2 separate regions of the Macaca mulatta genome follow, and region 2 is linked to region 1. Evidence: chromatin contacts called from public Hi-C data. All regions are on one chromosome and are shown on one strand. The core of a region is the stretch at or near the end of the contact, and the rest is flanking DNA. Distances in the headings are between cores, read along the strand shown.

Evidence for each region. Hi-C and Micro-C count contacts between places; a contact is called where the count stands out from the background.
Region 2: a Hi-C map of cortical neurons shows a contact between it and region 1, with 4 times the contacts expected there. The contact joins the promoter of RPL11 here to the promoter of ELOA in region 1. A contact is called at or near these places in 5 of 14 Hi-C or Micro-C datasets (CD4 T cells, blood, cortical neurons and 2 more).

Annotation. Positions count from the first base shown.
Region 1 is chr1:217,252,704-217,257,824 of T2T-MMU8v2.0, reverse strand. ELOA (elongin A) reads left to right here and starts at 1,927. Exons shown (of 11, transcript XR_013405952.1): 1 at 1,927-2,034. It also overlaps the pseudogene LOC144335247.
Region 2 is chr1:217,305,249-217,310,369 of T2T-MMU8v2.0, reverse strand. RPL11 (ribosomal protein L11) reads left to right here and starts at 2,410. Exons shown (of 6, transcript XM_077970052.1): 1 at 2,410-2,438; 2 at 3,203-3,350; 3 at 4,375-4,481. The coding sequence starts at 2,433. It also overlaps the pseudogene LOC144335247.

The DNA of each region.
Region 1 (5,121 bases), core at 678-3,177:
CAGCCTCCCAAGTAGCTGGGACCATAGGCACACACCACCATGCCTGGCTAATTTTAAAATTTTTATATTTTTTGTAGAGACTGGGTCTTACTATGTGACCTAGGCTGGTCTCAAACTCCTGGGCTCAAGCAATCCTCCTGTCTTGACCCCCAAAGTGTTGCGATTACAGGCGTGAGCCACTGTGCCCAGTCTCATTGTTTCTTTGCATTTTGGTTATTGAACTCTCCCTGGGTAACATTTGCAGAATGTTCCATGTGTCCCGAGTATGTGCCAGGCCAATTACTCAGCAATTCTGCTTCAAGAATCAGTCTGTATTCCATTACACTAGTGGTACATTTTCAAAATGGAAGGAATATAAAATGTAAAAGTATTTGCTGTGCAGAGGAGGGAGACACTACTGCTGGGACTAGAATCAAAGTTTTCTCACACTCAGTTCAATGCCTTTTCCACTACATCCCTCAGTTGAGCCTTAAGGCACCAAGTGGATGGTCATTAGTCTTGTATGGACTTTATATCCAATGCTGATTATAAGGTCTAGATGATGCTAGGTGGCAGAGATTCAAAGTTGGACAGGTCGGTTACTGTACTTGATAAATAAACAGCCCAGTGACAAGACAGATAAATAAACTGACCATTTACACCTTAAAAAGGTGGTCAGTTGCTTAGGGAACTGGGGGAGGGGCACCAAATGGAGGAGTGGGGACATGGTAGGGAGGGCTTTTCAGCATAGTGAGTGAATGGATGCTCATTTGAAGAAACAACTTGTGTTTAAGGTGTTTTTGTTTCTTCCAGAGCTGGAATCTGGAAGAATTTCTGGGCTTTCCTGCTTTGAGGGAGAGATCAGGCTAGGTGCACTGCCAGTTTGCTGCTGAAGATCTGATTAGGTTCTACTTTGATCTGATCAAATGAGATTTAATCAATGCTGGTACTTTGATTAAGTCAGTTTGCAACTATTTAGTTGCTCTTTTTAGTGGTAATATTAGTAATGGTAAAACTTAGTGCTTTTAGGATGAGAGTAGGCGGCCTGAAGAATGGTATCTTGGGCTCTTCTGATTCAAGCCCTACGGCTCATTGGCAGGTCATCAGAGGAAACATCTATCTATCTGTCCATTCAAGAAGTATTTATTCGGTGCCTATGTGCCAGACACTGTGGGGAAAACAAGACACATGGGCTATTATTGCCTCATGGAAGGAACTAAGCTGTTTGGATCTTGACGAATCCCTTTCTCTGGGCCTCAATTCCTGGACCTGTTCAGAAATGTGCGCTCACAGTGGTCCTAGATATCTTAGATTCAGGTTCCATTTTCAGTTCTTTCCTGTTCTGCGGCCATCTGCAAGTTAATTTGATCTCCTTGAACCTCAGTTTCCTCATCTGCAAAATGAAGATGATACAACTCGTTTCATCAGGTTGTACTGAGGCTGGAAAATATAGTCTAACTACTGACGCATCGTATGCTCAGCCTAGGGTGGCTGCTACCGCGAGTACCTTAGGACTCCTAGGGCGGGCACCAGCCCGGGACCCCTGACAGGGTGTTCATTAGGGCGTGGCTAGGCCCCGGGAGGGGGAAAGCGTTAGGATTTATAAAGCCAGAGTCTGGCACGCTGGCCTCATTCCGTCTTGAACTAGACCCTGGAGAGGTCTTCCAGGCTTGGGCTCAGCACGCGAGCACCGGGAGCTGGGGTGCCTGCGGCGGAGGCGCACACGGTCCGAGCAGCCCCCAGCGCTCAGCGCGCACACCTGGGCCCGGGGCGCGAGGCGTGCGCGGCCGCTGGGTGGGCGCTGGGGACCTGGCCCTGGGGGCGGAGCCTGCGGCCCGCCGCCCCCCGCACACCCCAGCCGAGGCCCGGAAGGGGCCAGGCGCGCTTCCGTCTCCGCCGGGGATGCACGGAGGGCGGAGCTGCGGCCCGAGGACGCGACGCGAGCCCAGTTCCGGCGAGGAGGCCGCGCCAGTGACAGCGATGGCGGCGGAGTCGGCGCTCCAAGTTGTGGAGAAGCTGCAGGCGCGCCTGGTCGCGAACCCGGACCCTAAGAAGGTGAGCGAGGGGGCGGCGCGTAGCGGGGTGGGCGTTGGGTCGGTGCGGGCCCCGTAACGGTCGCGGCCCGGGCGCGGCGGGGTTCGGGGACTGGGACCCTGAGCCAGGCCCCGCGGGGCTGGGGTCGTGAAGTTCGCGGCCATTGGCCGCTGCTCGCGCGCTGGGACCCCGTGCGTCGGGCGTCGGGACGCCGGGCCCCGGCCGCTCCCCCTCCTTCACGGGCCCGGGACGGGGGCGCGCCCGGTGTGGACACCGCGTGCCCAGCGCTTCCTCCCGGAGGCGCTCCCGTGGCGTCCCGAGCCAGCTGTTTCCTGCGGGAGAGCGCGCCCGGGGCGGGAGGGCGCTGGCCACCGCCTCGCTGGCCGCCCGGTGCCTGCGCTGGTGTCCGGCTCCCCGCGGAGCGGCGCGGACTCACCAGCGGGTGCGTGTTCGCCGGGAGGAGGAGACCGGGCGCCCGAACGCTGCGGAGCCTGGGCTCGTGGTGTCGTCCGCGCCTCTCGGAGACGCGGTTACTACTCTCCGGCTGGATATCAGAACGTGGACCTTTCGCTTTCTCAGTGAATCTCTTTCAAAACAGAATAAAGCCTCACGTCACCTAGGCGTACTCCTGAAAACTTAGGTTTGAATTGAAAAAGAGGCGTGGGCCCGGGGTTGGAAGTCGCAGCTAGGTTTCCTTTTGGCGATTAATAGGAAGGTAAAAGCTACCGTTTCTCGTTGTTCGAATGATGGGCAACTGTTTTTAATTGTAGTTAACTAGTTTTTGTTGTTTATTGTACAAACTGAACATTAAGTTAAAAGCGTTCTTGTCACTCACTTCTCCATGGTCTCCAGGAGACAGTCTGGTGGTTGTATTTTTTTTTTCTTTGAGACCAGTCTTGCTCTGGTCGCCCAGGCTGGTGTGCAGTGACGCGATCTCGGCTCCCTGCAACCTCCGCCTCCTGGGTTCAAGCAGTTCTCTGCCTTAGCCTCCCCAGTAGGTGGGATTACAGGCGCCTGCCACCACGCCTGGCTAATTTTTGTATTTTTAGTAGAGACGGATTTCACTGGGTTGGCCAGGCTGGTGTTGAACTCGGCTGTCAGGATTTTTTAAGTGGAAATACAACGATGAAAGCACTACGTGTTTGGCATTCTCCGTCATCATTCTGGCCCGGGCGGGCAGTTCTTGGAGTTGGAGCTCAGTCCTGGTGGAAGAGGAAGTCGTGGAGGGAGCGCTAGGGCCGTGGGGGAACTGCTTTGCGGAGCCTCTTCCTCACCTGCTGCTTCCTAGGACTAACCTGAAAGGCTAAGGTACCAGGCTGAAAGTCAGTGCTCAGAAGATACCAATCGTCGTTCTTCGGGGTTTTTTTTTTGTTTTTTTTTTTTTTTTTTCTTGAAGAGCCACTTTCTCTTTACCTTGTTCTAGCCTATTGGAGGTAAGGTTTCTCCAATTCCAAAGGCCGTACACAGCCTCTCACCATCAGACCACTTTTTAAGGGTTCTCGTTCATACCTAGCTCGAAGATTCACTTCTTCAGGAAGCCATTTTAGTTACAAATCTGGGAAAATTTAAAATGCTTTCATTGTGCCATGTTTTCTGTTGCAGCTTCAGTACCGTACCTAGTGGTCAGGCATGCTTACAAGTTTCTTTTTACAGTAACGCCTTGTGGACGTCTAATAAATGGTCATTATTTTAGTACTAGTTTGTTTTCCTAAACACTGTAAGATCTGTGACTGACGTTTGATACCTTAAAGCAATGCCCCATTTGTTCTTTATTTCTGTCAGATAAAAATATTCTATGAGTGTCTACAGTCTTTTTTTTTTTTTTTTTAACTAGAATTTAGATTTGGAAGTAGTTTTTCTATTGGTTGATTTGCATGAAATATAAAATTAGGAAAAGGCTTATTCCACCTTAACCTAGTTGAATTATTAATGATTTTGTTTGTTTGAGGATTTGGGCTTTTTCTAGATAAAAAATCACCCTGAATTTCTAGCTTTGCATTGTGAAGTGAGCATTATGAAGATGAGAAAATGTTGGGAGATCATTTTTGCAAAGGGCATAATAGTCGACATTGAGAAATGAGTTAACTGCAGAGGGAAAACTGCAAGCTGGCATGTTGGCCTTGTTCCTTTCAACCTTCTGGTAACCTAACAAGCTCCTACAGGTTGTATGTGAAATTGCAAGATGATTATATAGCACTGTTGAATTTGCAACCAGATCTTGCTTTCAAACCATTATTAGCCAAGGGTTTGATTCCACACGTATGTTCATGGATTTTCTAGTATTAGACATTGCTGTAACTCTGTTTTCACTTTTTCATCTATCATCTTGGCTCACTTGAGGGAGAAGGTATCAGCAGGCTAGGGCCACTTGGTTTCTGTTTTTATGTTTCATAGTTCATGGCTAAGAAAAGTTACCTGTCCTTAGGCCGAGTGCAGTGGCTCACCTGTAGTCCCAGCACTTTGGGAGGCCAAGGTGGGTGGATCACCTGAGATCAGGAGTGTGAGACCAGCCTGGCCAACATGGTGAAATCCTGTCTCTACTAAAAGTACGAAAATTAGCCGGGTGTGGCGGCAGGCGCCTGTAATCCCAGCTACTTGGGAGACTGAGGCAGGAGAATCGCTCAAACCCGGGAGGCAGAGGTTGCAGCGAGCTGAGATTGCGCCATTGCACTCCAGCATGGGCAAAAAGAGCAAAACTGTCTCAAAAAAAAAAAAAGAAAAGAAAAAAAACTGCACACACAGAGTTGGCCGGGCGCCATGGCTCACATTTGTAATCACAGCACTTTGAGAGGCCAAGGCGGGCGGATCATGTGAGGTCAAGAGTTCGAGACCAGCCTGGCCAATATGATGAAACCCTGTCCTACTAAAAATACAAAAATTAGTTGGTCATGGTGGTGGGTGCCTGTAATCCCAGGTACTTGGGAGGCTAAGGCAGGAGAATTGCTTGAACCCAGGAGGCGGAGGTTGCTGTGAGCCGAGATGGCATCATTACACTCCAGCCTGGGCAACAAAAGCAAAACTCCAACCCCCCCCCCCAAAAAAAAATAGTTAACTTGTCTTATATTTTGACTGTGAAAACTACCAAGAACATTTTGATGGCAGGTGACA
Region 2 (5,121 bases), core at 1,161-3,660, 52 kb before region 1:
ACAGAACAAGACTCCATTTCAAAAAAAAGAAAAAAGAAAGAGTAGATCCATCAGCATTGTACTGATGGATCCATCCAGCATGTGCCACTTAATGGTATACTGAAGGTGAAACAAGCAAGATCTATCACAATGAACAGAAAATTTAAGGAAACTGAATATTCAACAGGCTGGTCGCAGAATTTTTGGGGGTGTGAGGACAGGGTCTCACTCTGTCACCCAGGCTGGAGTGCAGTGACATAAATATGGTTGACTGCAGACTCAGCCTCCTAGACTCAAGCGATCCTCCCACCTCAGCCTCCCAAGTAGCTGGGAACACACACACATACACCATTATGCCAGGCTAATAAGTTTTTTGTAGAGACAGGGTCTTGCCATGTTGCCCAGGCTGGTCGTAAACTCCTAGGCTCAAGCACCCTCCCATATTGGCCTCCCAAACTGTTGGGATTACAGGTATGAGCCACTGCACCTGGCTGGTTGCAGAAATTTAAGACGAAACATGATGTTACATCTTTAAAGATTTGTGGGCCAGGCAACACGGCAAGACCCCATCTCTTCAAAAAATTTTAAAAATTAGCCGGGCATGTTGGTGTGCACCTGTGGTTCCAGCTACGTGGGAGGCTGAGGTGGGAGGATCATGTGAGCCCAGGAGGTCATGGCTGCCATGAGCCAAGATCACACCACTACACTCCAGCCTGGACAACAGAACAAGACCGTGCCTCAAAAAATAAAAAATAAAATAAAAAAGAAAGAAAAGAAACGCAGATGACTCTGGAGGAAACATTTTAAAAAGCCATCCAGGAGAACGCCTCCTTTTCCCTAGGGGACCCACTTCCTGCTCCCACAACTGCTTCTGATGCTTCTTCTCACCTTAAAAAAAATTACAGTGTCCAGTAATCTTTTAATCAAAACACTGCATCATAGGTGGAGACTGAAAGCCTGCCATTTGTGGTAGCTGTTTTTTGTTTGTTTATTTGTTTTAAGACAGGGTATCGCTCTGTCACCCAGGCTGGAGTGCAGTGGGGTGATCTTGGCTCACTGCAAGCTTCCTCTCCCAGGTTCAAGCGATTCTCCTGCCTCAGCCTCCCGTAGCTGGGATTACGGGCATGCACCACCAGGCCCGGTTAATTTTTGTATTTTCAGTAGAAACGGGGTTTCACCCTGTTGGCCAGGCTGGTCTCGAACTCCTGACCTTAAGTGATCCACCCACCCCGGCTTCCCAAAGCGCTGGGATTACAGGTGTGAGCCACAGCGGCTGGCCTGGTGGCGGGTGGGGTGGGGGCCGGTGGTCGCTGTTGCTTCACAGCTGATCCAGGTTTTCCGGTGATGCTCCTCTGCTGCTTAGTTGCCCTGAACACATTACTTTTTCACGGTATTAATGGCATAGCATATATTTTGCTGTGAAGTACTCATATGTGAATAAGCATAAGAAAGTATTGCTTATCAGTAGCATATACATTTACAGTCTGGAACAATGGTTAGGCCAACCAACCAGAGACTGTCCACAAGGGTGGCTGAGATAGTGACACCTTTGGTTTCTGATGGTTCAATGTATACAAACTTTGTTTCATGAACAAACTTACTTAAAATATTGTATAAAATTACCTTCACACTATGTGTATAAGGTGTATATGGAACATAAGTTAATTTCATGTTCAGACTTGGGTCCCATCTCCAAGATATCTCATTATGTTTATGCAAATATTCCAAAATCCGGAAAAATCCCAAATCCAAAAACCATCTGGTCCCAGGCTTTTCAGGTTAGGAATACTCACCCTGTAGTAACTTGCCCAAGGTCACATAGCTACTAACTGATCGAGACAGGACCACATCTGCCTGTCTTCAAGCTCGGGACTCTTGAGCTACCACACCATTCCGTTTGTATAAATTCTATTTGTGCCCGGCGTGGTGGCTCACTCCTGTAATCCCAGCACTTTAGGAGGCCAAGGCAGGTGGATCATTTGAGGTCAGGAGTTCGAGACCAGCCCGACCAACATGGTGAAACCCCATCTCTACTAAAAGTACAAAAAAAATAGACAGATATGGTGGTGCGCGCCTATAATCCCAGCTACAGAATAAATTTGCGTCATAATTTGCATGATTGATTTAATGTAGTTTTGGCGGTCTCATCACACAAGCACCACCAGCACCTGACACTGGGAGGAGAGAACGTCTTCAAGGTCCGGAAACTCAAGGTCGTGCTGATTCTAGGAGCTTTCAAAAACTATTTTTGGAAAACCCAAATCCCGGTCTTCAGCCAGCGTTGCTTGCAGTTGCTAGCCCTACCCACAAGGGGGAAGCCGACGCTGCACTGCGCAGCCAAATGCGCCTCTCTTCCTCTTCTTGATCTCTGTGGTTAGCCTGGGAAAAAAGCCCGCCTCCTGGCCCATAAGGCCCTGGGCCGGAAGCTCCGTTTTCTTTTCCTGCACCCCATCATGGCGGTGAGTAGCTGGGATCTGGATTTGCTTTTCTTTATCCGTCGCCATCCATGGCAGGCCGAGCTTGCGGGGGCTACCTCGCCTGCAGCCCGAGGAGTATGGACCCCTCAATGCTTGCCGGCCCAAAACTGGCAGAGCCGTTCGAGCCAAGGACGCAGGGTTGAATTCTGTCACTTTCCCTGCCATCATTTTAGGAGCGGCTCCGGGCAGTTGCCGGGAGAGCTCAGAAGCACTGTCAGGAGGCTGCAGCTAGGGCAGATGGGGTGAATGGAGGGTTCTGAGGCAAGGGTCCGCGCCTTTTCCTGGTTCCGGGGACTTGAGACTTGCTGAGTGCTAGGAAACCTTAGCCGGGTGCTCGGCTTAGGGAAGGTGCCAGCCTTTAGACAGCTTCCGAGTGGGATGCTGAACGTCGCATAACCACGTGTTTCCTGTTAGCAGTTAAGTTCTATTCCGTCGCTTACTCCCCTTAGTTTCCCTTACAGTGGGGGCGCTCTTTGTTATCCTGAGCCTCTTAGAGTTCGATCTCAGTGTCCGTAACCTTTAACACTCAATACCTGTCCTGAGTTTTCTCTTCACCTGTTCCGTTCGTGGAGGAAGAATAGGTCCCGAGCTGACTTCGTTCCTTGATGCCTCCCAAACACGGTGATACCTTCTTCGTTACGATTTGGGATGAGCAGAAATAAAAATGCTGTGCAGATAGAAAGTAGTAAAAACTCAGGGCTCTCAGCTGTGAGTGTATTGACTGCTGCTCTTCCCCATTGCAGCAGGATCAAGGTGAAAAGGAGAACCCCATGCGGGAACTTCGCATCCGCAAGCTCTGTCTCAACATCTGTGTTGGGGAGAGTGGAGACAGACTGACCCGAGCTGCCAAGGTTTTGGAGCAGCTCACAGGGCAGACCCCTGTGTTTTCCAAAGGTGAGTAGTGACAAATGACAGGGCTACCCACTTGGGTCGCCTGTTTGTTTAATTTACCTGCTGTCGAGTCTGTTTAGAAAGTGACAGTCGGCATCACTTAAAGCGTTAAATTCATGAGCCGACCAAAAAGTGTCTTTGTTTTCGAGATTGCATGTGGGATTGGAACACTGGATTTTATATGAGCAGATCTTAAGCTAAGGCTAGCCCAAGTAAAGATTTTCCCAAGTAACTAGGATATGAGATAGAGTGGAAATACCAGGAACGAAGTAAAGATCATTAGATCTGATTAGCAGTTAGGGTTATATAGGCTGCCTTAAGAACAGGGCTGTACAGGAGCATGAGAGGCTTCAGTGGCCTATGATAGTGCTACTGCACTACAGCCTGGTTGACCCTATCTCAAAAGTTGTATACAGATTGCCTGGGTTTGAGTGATGGCTTCACCACTTGCTGGTCTGACTCTGGGCTCTCTGGACCTCTGCTTTTTTATTTGCATAAAGAGGGTGTAATACTTGATAATTGTGGAAGATAAAATGAGTTGTATATGTGCCGTTGCTTTAGGATGGTGAAATGTGGCAAGTCTTTGGATTCCAATCCTGCTTTTTATTACCAGTTGTGCAAGTTAATAAACCTCTCAAAACCTCACGTATAAAATGTGGACAACAGTATAATAATAAGGTTTTAGCAAGTACTAGATTATTGTCAATAATGCTTTATTTTCTTTGGACCATGATAATCTTACTAGTGACTTCTTTGGCTTATTCTGGTTGTGAACTTGCCCTTCTTGGAACTTTGGCATTATGACTGTTCTTAACTGCTGAAGGATGGCTGGATGTCTGGAAATGGGAAAATCTGCTGTGGATGAAATCTTATTAATAGATGTAGGCGACACTAATTAGAACACCACAACTTAGAGTGTGGATGAATACTTAATGCCTCTTTAAGTCATGGAGATGGTGTTCTGGGAAGGAGGTGAGTGTAGTGGGGGTGTGATGGCATCTGACTCCTTGTTACCCCCTTTCTGCAGCTAGATACACTGTCAGGTCCTTTGGCATCCGGAGAAATGAAAAGATTGCTGTCCACTGCACAGTTCGAGGGGCCAAGGCAGAAGAAATCTTGGAGAAGGGTCTAAAGGTGAGGCTAATCCCCTAATGGAGTGATATTAATGAGCACCCACTTAATAACACAAGTAGATAAGTTACATTTAATGTTCTGTTCTTTGGTGCCTTGACATTTATTATTTAAGTTTCTAAAAGACTTTTTACAATCAGCAGGGTTAAACTATTCTTGGTGGTTTAAGAGATGCTTGAGGCTGGGCACAGTGGCTCTACGCCTATAATCCTAACACTTTGGGAGGCCAAGGAGGATAGATTATTTGTGGCCAGGAGTTCGAGACCATCCTGGCCAATATGGCGAAACACCATCTCTACTAAAAATATAAAAATTAGCCAGACTTGGTCGCGGGCGCCTATAGTCCCAGCTACTCGGGAGGCTGAGGCATGAAAATTGCTTGAACCCGGGAGGTAGAGGTTGCAGTGAGCTGAGATTGTGCCACTGCACTCCAGCGTAGGCCACAGAGTGAAACTCTTGTCCAAAAAAAAAGGATGCTTGGGAGTCATTTCATTCCTCTGCTTTATCTGGGTTTTTCTCTGTTCTTTGGAAGCTGGGAGAGGTCATTTTGGGTAGTTGGGGTGTAGTGAGGAAGTCAGATTGTGTTCCTAGCCAAGTTTTATTGACTTCTGTTTTGTTTTTTTGTTTTTTTGTTTTTTTTTTT